Linked DNA regions of Gossypium hirsutum: region 1 is linked to region 2. A link is a contact called in public Hi-C data. All regions are on one chromosome and are shown on one strand. The core of a region is the stretch at or near the end of the contact, and the rest is flanking DNA. Distances in the headings are between cores, read along the strand shown. Region 1 holds the start of LOC107918188 (protein ECERIFERUM 2). Region 2 has its middle 23 kb from the start of LOC107918165.

Evidence for each region. Hi-C and Micro-C count contacts between places; a contact is called where the count stands out from the background.
Region 1: a Hi-C map of leaf shows a contact between it and region 2, with 2.4 times the contacts expected there. The contact joins the promoter of LOC107918188 here to the enhancer-like site in region 2. A contact is called at or near these places in 6 of 34 Hi-C or Micro-C datasets (hypocotyl, leaf and seedling).

The regions. Positions count from the first base shown.
Region 1 is chrA01:34,191,429-34,194,967 of Gossypium_hirsutum_v2.1, forward strand. LOC107918188 (protein ECERIFERUM 2) reads left to right here and starts at 1,792. Exons shown (of 2, transcript XM_016847720.2): 1 at 1,792-2,392. The coding sequence starts at 1,967.
Region 2 is chrA01:34,059,657-34,063,253 of Gossypium_hirsutum_v2.1, forward strand. No RefSeq gene overlaps it. Among protein-coding and RNA genes, the nearest start is that of LOC107918165, 23 kb to the left of the region's middle. Within about 2 kb of position 1,900, at least 1 of the 9 cell types and tissues checked has an H3K27ac peak or open chromatin away from gene starts, as enhancers often do. A contact at or near this core is called in leaf, where this site is marked.

The sequences.
Region 1 (3,539 bases), core at 542-3,041, 130 kb after region 2:
AAATGTGCATATGTTGGGAGCATAATTATGTAATGATTATTTAATAAGGTGTAGAAGAAAAGGCTAAATTGTATTTTAGCCCTCAAACTTTAAAAAACTTAATTACGCCCCCTTTGAACTTTTTGCACCCAATTGAGCCCCTAAACTAACAAAATTGGCCAAATAGGCCCTTTGACTAACGTTAATGGTTAGTAATTTATTGCAACTTGACGTGGCCATTAGTAGACTCCATGTCAACATCGTTTGTTGATGTGGCATTATCACTGACATGGAAATTCCACGTTATCACCAAAGGCTGATGTGGCAGTGCTACACCAGCAAAAATAAAAAAAATTTCAAAAAATATAAAATTATTTTTAATACTACACAATGAATCTGGACAAATTGTTCCCTAGGTTCATTTGAATTTAGGGATCCATTTGTCTAAATCCATTCTAGAATTATAGAAAAATATAAAAAATATATTAAAATTTGTAATAATTATTAGAAATTTGTTAAAACCCATAAAATTTATAAAAAATAATTTATTAATTACCATAAAAAATTAGGAAAAAAATCATTTATAAAAATTGTTAGAAATAAATTAAAAACCATAAAATTTTATAAAATATTTATTTTTTATAAAAGTTTCATAGAAATTAATTTTTCTCATTTTTATTAAATTATTTGACTAATATACTTATTTTTTGGTATATCAAACATCGAAGTCCTTTCTTTTTCTCATACAAACTATTGAAAGTTATTCTAAAATCTTTTGCCTTGTTAACGATCAATGGATTTTTTTAAATTAATGATTAATGGTTAATGCTTTAATAAAAATGAGAAAAATAAATTATGTAAAAGATTTAATTTTTAATTTAATTTTTTAATAAAATTTTATGATTTTTAATTAATTTCTAACAATTTTATGGATTATTTTTTCTAATTTTTATGGTTTTTAGTAAATTTATTTTTTTTTTATAAATTTTATAAAATGTTATGGTTTTTAAATTATTTCTAATAATTATTATGAATTCTAATCATCTTTTATAATGTTTATATTTTTATATTGTTTTATAATTTTAAAATGAATGTAAACACATGGATGTCCAAATTCAAATGAACGTGGATAACAGTTTGTCTAGATTCATTGCGTAGTATGTAAAATTAATTTAACTTTTTTTATTGATAAGTGCCAAATTTGCAACCAATGATGACGTAGAACTAACACGTCAACGATCAGTGATGATGTGGCACTAACACATCATTAAAAAATGTTAATGTGACGTTTATTAATGACCACTTCATCGTTATTATTAATTACTATTATTAATTACTAATGGCTAGTGTTAGTTAAATGTTTTATTTGACTAATTTTATTAGTTCAAAGATTTAATTTGATGGAAAAATTTTAGAAAAATTTAATTGATTTTTTTTAAAAATTCAATGGACAAAAATACTGTTAACCCTAGAAGGAAATAACAAAACTTCAGGTAAATGGAATCATCATTATTTAAGATGAAACAAAATTTGAGCCATTTTTATTGAATGATCAGCTAATTTTTGATACGTCTCTCTCCACATATTTTTAAATGCGAATGATGATGAGAAGGTGGTCCAATTGTTTTTTCTTTTTTTTCTTTAATAGAAAAGAACCTTTGAAAAATTAATTAGAAAACAAAGAAAAATGATTTTAAAAAACAAGTACTTTCTTTTTGCATGTTGTAAGTCTGTTTTATTGTTATCTGCACAATGTTTAAAAAAAGTCTAAAGAAATAAATAGTGTCATTAATTTATGGTATTAAGTCCCCTCACCTTCCCTCGACCTTAGCTTCTTAAAAGCCACCAGAATGGCTTCTGCCATATTCCAATCCTTCCTTGCTCTTTTGCATAACTATAAATATAGAACTTCCCTTTTCCAGAAAAATAAATCACTTCATTCTACTTTCCCAAGTTTCCTGTGTTTTTCACTTTTATTTTTATCACAATGGTGTCGGGTTCGTTGGAATGCCCTGTTAGGGGGCAAATGCTGTCATCGGTGGTTCCCGCCAAAGCAACCGGCGGAAACAAGGATTTGGAGCTAACAAACATGGATTTAGCAATGAAACTCCATTATATCAAAGGCGTGTATTTCTTCCAACCTGAAGCGGCTCAAGGTTTGTCGATTCATGATTTGAAAGAGCCCATGTTTCAGTGTCTGGAACTTTACTACGCTGCCTCAGGGAGGATTCGGAGATCGGAAAGTGGCCGGCCGTTTATCAAATGCAACGACGGTGGCGTCCGAATCGTTGAAGCTCAGTGTGATAATAGTGTTGATGAATGGCTGGCTATGGCCAGAAACAATGATCATATGCTCGGCCATGATCAAGTTCTTGGCCCTGATTTGGGTTTCTCGCCTTTGGTTTTTGTCCAGGTATTATTCCTACACTAATAACCACTCAATTATTAATATTTAACTATAAAAAATAATCATCTAATTATTTAATTTTTATTCTTTAATCATTAGCGAAATAACATAAAAATAGAAACATCAAAAATTTAATATAGTTAGATGACCAACAATGAAAATTTTAAACGATCATTTTGTAAGTTTTTATAATTCAATTATCAAAAAAGTAGTTAAATGATAATTTTATAACTTTTTATGGTTAGATGATAAAAAAAATTTTACTAATAATTGGTGATTAGTAATATAATTTACCTTTATCTTTATTATTTCTTAACTAACATTTCTCCTACTTGCTAGGGTTCTTTTAAGTTTGCTATTTAAACTTGGTATTTAATCTATTTTTCAAATTTCAAATTTTAGTTAAATTTGTTAATATTATTAAAATTATTTTGTCAAATTCAAGTTTATTATAATTTTATTTTTTTAATTATATTGCTATCAAGTGAAAAAAAAAATTTAAAATATGGCATTAACAAATTTAACAAAGAAAAATTAACAATGTAAAGAGAATAAATTCCAAAAAATTAAATTATAAAAATTAAATTCTATAACTAAGAAAATATTACCTAATTTAAGTACTGATTATATAAGGAGGTGTAGAAATTAATTATTTGCCCTAACTTTTTAGAAGAAAAAATACTAAATTTTGGGTAAATGGAAACATCATTATTTATGATTCAAACAATTTTTTCAATTAGTCTATTAATTTAGTTGTGTTTCTACTCTGATCGAATCGAGTGAAAAAAATTTTAGTTGGTGAGTCAGTGAAATGAAATTCGATTTGCGTTGAATCGAGTGAAATTGTTCGAGTTTAATTAAAAAATTAAACATGTTAAATTAAAATATTGTTACACTATAACTAATTCCATGTTACAGCACATAAATTTAAAAACATATATAGTTGAAAACATTTTCAAAGCAAAATAATATTAGTATAATAAACTTTAATCATTAATTAATTTATTTAGGTCTCAAAATTATTATTTTAGAAAATTTTAAAATTTTTAAAATATATATAAAAGTTAAAATTTTTATAAATATTTAAAATTCTTAAAAATTATTTTGAATTTTTTTTTGTAATTTTTGTTGAGAGAGATTGATTTGCTCATTT
Region 2 (3,597 bases), core at 650-3,149:
ACTTTAATATTAAAATCAAATGTTTTTGCAGGTAAAAATCATAAGTTAGGGGCTTCTTTAACTATCAAAATAATTTAAGGGCTTGTTTAAATAAAGTGTAGTAGTTTAAGGGCAGAGGTGGTGGGAGGGGGGTTGGCAAGGCCTCCCCTCCTAAAATGTGAAATTCAATTTTTAGCCTTTTAAATTTTATATATCTTTAAATTACTAAATAGTAAAATTGTACATTGGTCCCCTAAATGATAAAATTTTGATTTAATCCCTTAAATTATAAATATATAAGTTATTAAATGATGGAATTGCATAACCCTCATAAAAATATACAATTTAATTTCAACCCTCCAAAAACTTTTCTACCTTCACCCTATTCAGGGGCTCATTTTGTATATTAGCCTATAAAAATAGATAAAGACTATAATTTTTTTATAATAAAAAAAAGAATAAGAAAATAAGACTATTATAAGGGATAAATTTGAAGAAAAGGCCAATTTTTTTTTAAAAAAACAAAAGGAAATGGGCTGGTTTTTGGGATATTTAGGGAAATAGGCGAGCGTTTTCGACCACATCAGCAGAAAACGCGTCCAGCAGAGCACATTTTTTCCCTTCCCATTTTCAACCCACACCCTAACCCGTGAAAAATTTTCAGAACTCAGGAATCCCAGGATAATTTTCAGACATCCCAGTTGGTACATATTCTCAATTCTTTCCCCCTTGTTTTTCTATATAAAGGGGGTTTACTTACCCCTAATACATCGCCTCTCTCAGACACCATCCTTAAACCCTAAACAATTCTCTCTTAATTTTTTTGGTTGAGTGTTGAAATTTTTGGACAGAAAAATTTATTTGTGTTTGAAGGAGACAGTGTAATAATTTTAAGGTGTATTTGAGTTAATAATGATACGGTGGCACTCAAAGACCCCCCATATTTCATCTCCGGTGTGGGGATTGAACCATCACCTTAGAAGCCCGTCACATTGCAACTCGGCCTCTAGTTCATGGTAGTTATATGGTCATGAGTTGAAATATAAGTAAGGATCCCAGTTGACAATGGTTATTCAATCACGAGTTTAAGTTTCATAATACCAAAAGAATATGCTTTATAAACCTCATATATAAGCTTGAGACCATAATTATAAGGAAAAACTAAGGGGCTAATTATAAGGAAAACTAAGGGGCTTTTAAGTATAATCAGCTTATTATTTTTCTCCATCTCTACTAAAGCGGTATCCTTAACCTCCTTGGTCGAAATGAGTGACGGAGTTGAGAGTAAGAGAACTTTTGGTGGAGGACTGACTGTGATGCTGGAAAAAAGTTAAAGATCCTTTCAAGGCTCCAACGGTTGCTATGATTACAAAACTCGTTAATAACTGTAGCTACTATCGCCCCAACTCGAGTTTTAGCTTCTCTCCACAAATATAGTCACTCATTTTCTTACTTTTCTTTAAATTTGACATTTTCTTCAAATTTAACCCTACAAGTTCCAACCACAAAAAGAAATATAGTGGTGGACCGACTCTTTTATGGCCAGCTTATCCATTGGAAAAAAAAATATTGCACGTGAAATTCGTTGATGTATTTTTAATATGGTATGTATTTAAATTCTTGATTTTTAATATATATATAATTCCTTTTTCCTTAAATACTCATTTTTTAATTATTTTCCTATGGGCTAGTTATTATTGCTGGAGAGTTGGGTAGTTTTTCCCCATAAAGCTAATTTAAGTTGCATTTATAACTTTCTTTTCCTAAAATAATTTATAACTTGTTAGTTATGGACAAACTTATTTTCTTTTTTGTTTTTTCCCTAACTAAACTAATTAATTGTTTGTTGTTGATAACTTTTGGTTTTTGGGTACACGTACTAATCATTCACGCAAGTTACGTGACGTAAACTACCAAACTCTATCTGCCATATTTAATGATCTGAAAACTACTATACTTTAAATCATGAATTTTATTAATGGGTGCCCCCTTGGACTATCACTTAAAATTGTATTTCCATATTAAATACAGTTATTTTGATGAATATAATTCACACATAATTCAATTCCAAAATTTTTTAAAAAATTTAAATTCTGATTAATCGAATCGAGTTATTTAAATTATTTAATTTTTTCGAGTAAATTCAAATAAGTAAATCGAGTTTTGAGTTCTAGTTGAGTTAAATTTTACAATTCGAATAATTTAAATAACTCGAATAACATATTGGTGTAAATACACTTGTGATTCATGTTAATTTTAAAAATGAACAAATTGATATTTGTTAACAAAAATTATAAAAAAAAATCAAATTTCAGAATATATATAAATTCAATTTTTTTTAAAATTATAAAAATATTAAAAAATCTAAAGAATATATAAAATAATAATTTTTAGGACCTAAATAAGTAAATTAATCATTCAAGTTTATCATACTAAAGTATCTTTTTTCTTCTTATTTTGATTTGAAAGCGTTCTAAAAAATATATGGTTTCAAATTATGTCTTCTAGCATAAAATTAATTATATTGTAACAAGATTTTAATTTAACTCAAACACTTCTATTCAGTTTAACTCGACTTGATTCGAAAAAAATTAAATTGAGTTAGGATGATAAAATGAGGCTCATCAACTCAAAAAAATTTTCACTCGATTCGTTCAAACGCTCACACCTAAATGTTAATGCCAATGCCAATGTCAACCGAGTTAAGACTTAGGGTCCATTTGGATGAGCGATACGTTTATCTCCAGTTAGTGTAAAAATAATAGGGCTACTGTAACGTGAAACAAAAAGAAAGCTAGATGTACCACACTAGAGGTAACACCCATCCAAAGGGACCTTAGTTGGCTCCAACACACGTCTCTTAAAATATTGTATAGTGGATCCTTTTTATAACAATAGCTCATTATAATAGTCATTTTTGTTGTAGAATCAAATTTTTATATTTTATTTTTACTCTTTATAACAAGTTTTCATATGTAACGATAATAATCATAAAGTATGAAGTGTATTTTTTATTAAATTAGTTCTTGATAACAACCTATTGTCTTAGTAAAGTTAGCTTTATTCTCAAGTGAAATAAAAATTATAAATTTTATTTAAGATTTATTTCAATAAAATAAAATTTTATATAAAAGTGTATCAATCATAATTAATTAAATAAAAATAATATTCAATAAATAAAATAAGATGTAATCCTAATTAATAATATTATTAATATATTATAATTTTAAAATTTAAATATAATTTAAATGTTAAATACTATTATAATTTTATAATAAGTATCTTTTTATAATATTAAATTTTTTAAAAATAATTATATAAAAAATGAACTGTAATACCATCAATGTCGGTTCACTCAACTAGAACATCAATACCAACTTAAATTCAAAGTTAGTTGTCAGGTTATTGAATATACATAAAAGGCATAAGGCATCTTACTATATTATTACTTACGTGTAGGGTTGGAAAACAAGACATACGTGTTCGATGTATAATTGAACATATAATTGCCATCCGTGACTTCTCACCTTATATTCACCGCAAAAGAAACATACGAAAACAACATGGATGGTTTGATTATTAATGTAACAATTCGAGTAATAAATATTATAATAGTTA